Regions from separate parts of the Mus musculus genome. Here region 2 is linked to region 1. The links are chromatin contacts, called in public promoter capture Hi-C maps. All regions are on one chromosome and are shown on one strand. Each heading gives the region's core, a stretch centred on a gene start, on an enhancer-like site or on the middle of the called end of the contact. The rest is flanking DNA. Distances are from core to core; before and after follow the strand shown.

What was found. Promoter capture Hi-C pulls out the DNA fragments that hold promoters and counts their contacts.
Region 2: a promoter capture Hi-C map of pre-B cells shows a contact between it and region 1, with 2.8 times the contacts expected there. The contact joins the promoter of Qser1 here to the promoter of Commd9 in region 1. A contact is called at or near these places in 3 of 39 promoter capture datasets (the C10 cell line, liver and pre-B cells) and 1 of 9 other capture datasets (liver).

Annotation. Positions count from the first base shown.
Region 1 is chr2:101,884,518-101,887,888 of GRCm38.p6, reverse strand. It overlaps Commd9 (COMM domain containing 9), which reads right to left and starts at 1,627. Exons shown (of 6, transcript NM_029635.3): 1 at 1,570-1,627. The coding sequence starts at 1,620.
Region 2 is chr2:104,814,982-104,818,365 of GRCm38.p6, reverse strand. It overlaps Qser1 (glutamine and serine rich 1), which reads left to right and starts at 1,670. Exons shown (of 12, transcript NM_001123327.2): 1 at 1,670-1,766. It overlaps 2310047K21Rik (a long non-coding RNA gene), which reads right to left and starts at 1,444. Exons shown (of 3, transcript XR_003953885.1): 1 at 1-1,444.

The DNA of each region.
Region 1 (3,371 bases), core at 378-2,877:
CATAGTTTATATCGTGATGTAAATATCTGCTATTCAGGAAAACTGATATGCAACCACAAAGGGGTTTCGATCTACAGCTTGAGAATTAGGCTTAGTGAGGAAAGCCAATCCACAAACATCATCTACACCAAGATTTACAAACGTTCTTGAAATGAAAACTAATGATACAAGAATGTTGAAGTGTCAAGGAATTCTGGAGGCCAACTGCAAGTGAGCTTGGCTGTAAGATGTCAACCCAGGGGTCTTACATAGATAGCTATGCCTTGGAGCTTTACTGGATCAATGTAAATACCCCAACTGTGATATTGTTCTGTAGATATCCAGGAAGTCACCATTAAGGAACATGGGACAAAAATCTCTCTGCATTATTTCCCACAACTACAGGAGATATTATAGTTAGCTTTTAATAAAGTGTATTTAAACAATAGAGCAGTGAAAATGAGCTATTGCTACAATCATGACTGGAAGCCAGATGTGAACACTGATATGAAGAAGTGTTCCATTTCTGTGGAGTTCAGAGACTGAGTAATAGTACATGGTGTCCGAAGCTATGCACTGTTGGGAAGGCAAGTGAAGTAAGTAACCAGGGAGGCACTGGGGGTACTGGTGTCTCAGTCTGTGGTCTGGTGTTGGCTACATGAGTGTGTAGTCATTAAGGGAATTACTAATGATTTCAGTATGCTATATGTTATTTTCCAAAACTTACCAAGGAAAAGAAAATGTCCCAAGACAAGCAAGCATGGAAAAGGAATGGCTTAAATCAACCACAAGGAAGAGAAAAAGCTGCTAAGGAGAACTCTTGGATCCTAGTCACAGCTCCACTATACTAAAGCCCTTCATAGCTATTTCTTCGGCACATACTGGGTGCCAGGTCTTGTTCTTGTTGGCATAGGCTTGTGAACAATGAAGTCAAAGTGCTCAGGAGTGGACTGAGCAAATGCACACTAGGAAGATGGATAACGGAAAGGGCATTATATGTGTGACTTATAATGACAGTGTCACGAGGATCATTTCTGATCTTCAACTGGATAAGAGAGAAGAAAGGAAAACAAGAAGAAACAGAAATCATGTTCCTCAGAAGAGAACACAAAGACATCCATGGTGTGTGCACACTAGTAATAAGTCCTAAGAGGGAATGCAAAGCCACCCTTCTAAGGAGTAACTCAAACTTTATGACGTCCCTAGAAGTACTAGGGTGACAAGAAGGAGAGAATTTCCCTGAGAGAGGCGTAAAGACTGGGATGAAATGGGAACTGGTGACTGTCACCCAAGTGCTCCAATCTATAAAACCACTCGTGGTCACTAATTCTTGGGTGTATTTACATCGACTATCTGATTTTTACTTCCACCTTAATATCTGGGCGTGATTAATTTTGTTGCTCCTGTTTAAAAGCTCAGAAAGGCTGAACGATTTTCTCAGGGTCACACAAAGAAGCACTGACGCGCGGCGGGTAGGGTGGGAGTGGGACAATGCTCCAAGTCAGGGCCGGTTTATTCCCAATTCTTGCTTTGCACCAAGTCCCAGACCCTAAGACGGTGGCCGCACGCGTCCCCACCCCTTCAAGATACCTTCAGTAGGCTCTGGAGCGCCACGAAATGCTCTGCTGTCAAGGCCGCCATCTTTCTGGAGTCACGTGACAGCCGGAGCAAGCGGAGCGTGCCTCGTGACCCCTCGCAGGACATGCTGGGAGTTGTAGTTCTTCACCGTGGCTGGCGGGAACGGCGTGCAAAGAACCAGGAAGTCTTCCTCCTGTATGACTAAGCTCAAAGACCAGAGGGCTGAGATACTGAGAGAACTCGGATATAGAATGATTTCCAGGGAACAACTGGCTGGACATCCTAGGTCAGGGAAACTGGTTTTGCCTTTGCCCCTCTGGGTAGGCTGGCTGATCTGGTGAATGCACCTGCAGACTTGGCAGACACCTTGGCAACTTAGATGCCCAGAAGAGATCGGCCTACTCACCATCTGGATTTAAATGAAGCTTTGCCTATTTGAATTCTTGGAATTCACACACACACACACACACACACACACACACACGCTCACATGCCTGCAGTACTCCCTAAAAACAAAACAAAACAAAAAAAACAAAAAACAAAAAACAACGCTTCAAGGCATATAGTTTCTTCTCTGTTTGTGGAGAGATAGGAGCCTTTGTAACTAGCCTTATCCAGACAGTCAAGCTAAGTCACTTAGGGTTCTTAGTAACTTTCCTGTGGTCCAAGAAGAGGTCTGGTTTGAAGGGCAGCTGATTAGGAAAGGGGTTAGAAAGGAAGAAGGCGTGTGAAGATATTGACTATCTTAGCTCTGTGCACCTCCGGCACGGTCTCTTCTGTCTGCATTCTTTCCCTTAAAACTGAGTGTTGAGGGTCATGCAGCAAGACCTGCCAACACCTTCCTCAGAGGCAGACCCTCCAGTCTTCAGAGAGTCTGAAAGTGGCAGTCGCTGGGTCAAAGGCTTAACTACAACCTTGCTATGGGTTGAGTCTGAAATCTGTTTTGCAGGTTCATCCTGTGGTCACTTGGACCCTAGCTTTGTGGGACTGCTGAATGTTAGAACCCTTAGGATCTGGGACCTTGCTAGTGAAGGTCTCTAGTGGCAGGCCTTTGGGGGTTATGCTGCTTCTGGTTCTGGCCTGATTGCATGGTGTCTTGTCTGCTGCTGTGTAAGAAGTCTTGGCTGTACATTATTGCCACCCTGCTCTGCCATGTTGGACTACAACTTCTGAAACCATGAACCAGAATAAATCTTCCTCCTCTAAGTTGTTTCCATCTAGTTCCTGTCACAGTGACACACCAGTAACCAATGCACTTGAGAAATTGAAAGCATAACAACTCAACTGAGCCATCCCAGGCTTTCTGGCTTTGAAATATTGTATAAGTCTTTAGGTGTAGCCTTTCCATGTCTTGATTCAAAGTGGCTGCAGGCTGTGAGCTTCCAGAATGAGGTACTAACTACTGTTTGCCAGCTACTAGGGAAAGCTGACATCCAGATGGGGCAATGATGACAGCCAAAGCAGCCATTTCCCCTGGCACTTGCCCTCTTTGCTGGGTACTGTATCTACTTCAACTGCAAGATGGGGAGTGACTCCAACTTCAAGAACAGGCTTCCAGAACTAAGAAAGAAACAGAAACCTGTGAAGGAAGGATCTGGCTTCCCAAGCTACCTGACTTTAAAGATGTCATTCTTCCTTGAATAAACCCAGCCTGGTGGAGGGTTACCAGTGGATAACAGTTACCAGGGATTCAGGGAATGTGCTAAGAGTATAGACCAATCTGATGCATCCTGTTGTCTGGGAGCAGCTTCAGCAGCTGCTGCAAATGCTACCTCAGACTCCACCACCAGTGTTCCAGATGCTGCTAACCAAAC
Region 2 (3,384 bases), core at 421-2,920, 2.9 Mb before region 1:
CTTGCTTCATTTAGACTCCAGATCACCAGTCTGCTGGAAGTAAATGTTGTAGAGGGAGGAGGATATTTGCCGTACTTCTCAGCTGGATCTGAGATTTGGCAAATTCCTTCCTCAAGGAAAACCACTTTCCAAAGATATCCTAGGTAAATGCTTAATGAGATTAACATAAAACTGGAAAGGTCTACTGCGTCCACACCTTCGAATTCATTTGTAAATTACCACTACTTTCTTTTCTTCCCCACCGGGGGACCAGGCTGCAAGAGTCACAGGTGCAGAAGGTTTTTCACTAAAAACAGCATAGAAACAAAAGAATGAAGGCGCCAGGAGGAAAACATAGTCTCAGAACAAAATCAGTCTCGGAGGGGATGGCAGATCTAATGGCAGGTATTACAGAAGTTTAGATAGTCACCAGAGATAGAGAGTATCAGCTCTATTAGGTCTTCCGTTACGCCTGTCTGATTGGCTTAAACCTTTGTGCTAGTCTTTATCTTGAGAGATCTCTTTGCTAAGCACGTGATAGGTGTTAAGCCAATATTGATTTTTTTTAAAAGGAGAGATAGTCATTAAATCTAAGCTTCACGGTTAGTTTTAACTTTCAACTTATGGATCACAAGCCAAACGATTCATATGATCCCTGAATTTCATTACTCATAAGGAGAAACAGTTCGGGTAGGCACGACCTCAAAGTCATCAAATTACTCACACCACACAGCTTAGAAGTCCGATAAGGCAATGTTTGGGTAGAGTCTTGCAGAGATTAAACATCTTGAGCAGAGAGCCCCAACAAAGTGCATAGTGAGTTCGAATGTATTGTAATTAAAGTCATCCAGATGGTAGTTGGACTAATCAATGATGAGGCGGTATTTATCTTGGGATAGAAGATTCTGAACTCCAGAGTAAGAAAATCCCCAAGGTGGGGGGTGGGGACAGTTAATAAGTGCCCCTGGGAAAGGCCCATTCAGCTAGGGCTGCAAAATTCGTTTGAATTTGAATCAATTTGAATAGAAATCTCCCCCAGGAAGCAGGAACCAGATCCTCTAAGCCCAGCAAACTTTGGGCAGGAAGCGAGTACTGCAAAGCAACAGTCCCTTGTCTGTGGTTTGGGGCGCAGAGAAAGAAATCACAAGCGGGAATCGAGTGTTTGAGTTCCTTCAAAGAACCCGGGAGCGCAGAGTAACGAACTCCAGGCACAGTGCTGGCAAGCCCTCTCCTGTCCGCACCCATGCGGGTGCTCCGGCGCGTAGGCCTTCTCTTCACCGCTAGGGCGTCCACGGAGCAGCCCTCGTCCGGCCCGGCTCCCGAATCCGCAGCCAGCAGCGCGGGGCGCCGAGGGGGGCGGGGCGACGAGCGGGCGGAGGGCGCGGGAGGTGCATCCTGGGAAATCCAACAACATGGGGCGCCCGGGCTGCGGGCGCTGTGGCCGCCTCGCGTCCCGGCCGCAGGCGCCGCCGCTCTCCTGACGTCCGAGCCGAGGCCCGCCCGCCGCAGCCCGGTTCCCCCGCCCAGGCGCCCCCGCCCCCCGGCCGCGCCATGTGAGGGGCAGCTCCCGCCACCGCCTCTTCCTCCCCGCGCCTCCCGCCCGCCCCCGCCGCCTCAGCCCCCGCCATGGACGCGCACTACGCGCCCGCGGGCTTCGCTGAGCCTCCCGCGCCCCCCGCCAGCGCCGCCACGCAGCCCGCTGCCCCCGCCTGGGCCTACGAAGCCCGGGTCCCGGCCGCCGCCTCCAGCCCCAGCTGCAGCGGCAGCAGTCCCAGCCTCAAGGCCAGGTAGAGAGGGTGGGCGCGGGGTCTCACTGGGCCAGGAAAGGCCGCGGATGCGCCGGGGCCTGTGCCCGCCCCTCTCGGGGGCCCAGGCCGGGTGGGGAGCCTTCGAGGCGCCCTTCTTTGCTCCCGGGAGAGGCGGTGGACAACTCCTGGCGGGTGGTCCCGGCTGGGAGGGGGCGCATGGTGCAGGATTCGCTCCTGGGGCGGGTCGGGGCGTGGGGCAGAAAGGGAAGGTTGGGTGGGATGGAGGGGCGCAGTCACCTCTCGGTGCTGGACTCCCACATGGTAAAGTTTAAGCTCCGGGCTGACCTCGGTATCTGGGGAACCGGGACTGACTCCGCGGGGAGGCCTAAAGGGGCGCCGCGGAGTCCTGGGCAGTGACATTCCATTGTATTGGAATCTGGGTGGCCGACAATGTGGTGTTGGGGGCTTCGGCAGTGTGAAGGTGAGGGCGGTGGCAGGGCATGACGAGGAGCGGGGCCGTGTCGCTGACACTGGGGGTCCTGGGATGACTGGGCTGCAAGAGAACCCCCAGGGCGGGACACGAATGCAAAGCAGGGGCTGGGTGACATATGTTTATAGTGATGTAGTGTTCCACGCGTTCAAAGTTGCTTTTGGGTTTCCTCTGCTTTTAACAACGGCAGGAAGTCAAGATTCCCTCTTGGCTTTCAGTGTCTGGGGGTGACTGAGTTTTGGGAAGCGTTGAGGGCTGGTGGTCAAAGAAGGCTCTAGAGGTCGAAGACCCAAAGCATGCTTCTCCGTCTCCACTTCATTGTATAGTGCGGCTCTCCAGCATGGGCAGTAGACCCCAAAATGGGGACTCCTGTTTGCTATTTAAGCTCGCGAGAAATGTGTAGCAGTACTACACTTTGAAATGGTCACATTCGAATGATAACTGGAAGGCGTGGTCTGGCTTTGGGAGCGGGGTACTTTTTAAAAACCGCCTCCCCTAAACAATACTCGATCTAGTAGGTATAGCTTCTGACCCAAGAACAGGGAAATCCTGGCTGGTAATGACTTCATCCTCAGCTACCAACAGGAAGCCTTGTACCTATGTGATCTCACCAGGTTTCTAAACGATTTAAACGACACGAGTGAACTTTTTATTTCACTTTACACATTCTAATTACCTTTGTTTTTATGAAAGTGCCGCATTCATGATTTAGAATAGATGTGTAAAGAATTAACTAGTCTTTGTCTTAGATAGTCTCGGAGTTATTATGAAAGAAAGAAAAATAATAATGCTTCAATAAAAGAGTAATTATAAACCTCAGAAAAATCTTTTGTTTAAAAAGAGCCCGGATTTTTAAAAAGAAAGTGATTTTTCCAGTTTCGAGCTAACTGGAGACGCTGAGGTCTTACAGAAATAGCTATAGTGTCGTGTTATTGTAAATAAAACATTTTGAAGAATTTTTAGGAAGAATATTAGACCCTTCCTTGGTTATTTTTGGTGGTAGTTTATCATTTTACAGAGAACAGTTACATTATCTATATGACTTACAATTTTTTCTCTCCAGAGATCAGCAATGATGGGTAATGCGTAGCATTTCTTATATCTCAAATATTTTTTCTTTTTGGTAAATAACACTGAAATCCTGCCTAGTTATTGTCTGTTATTTGT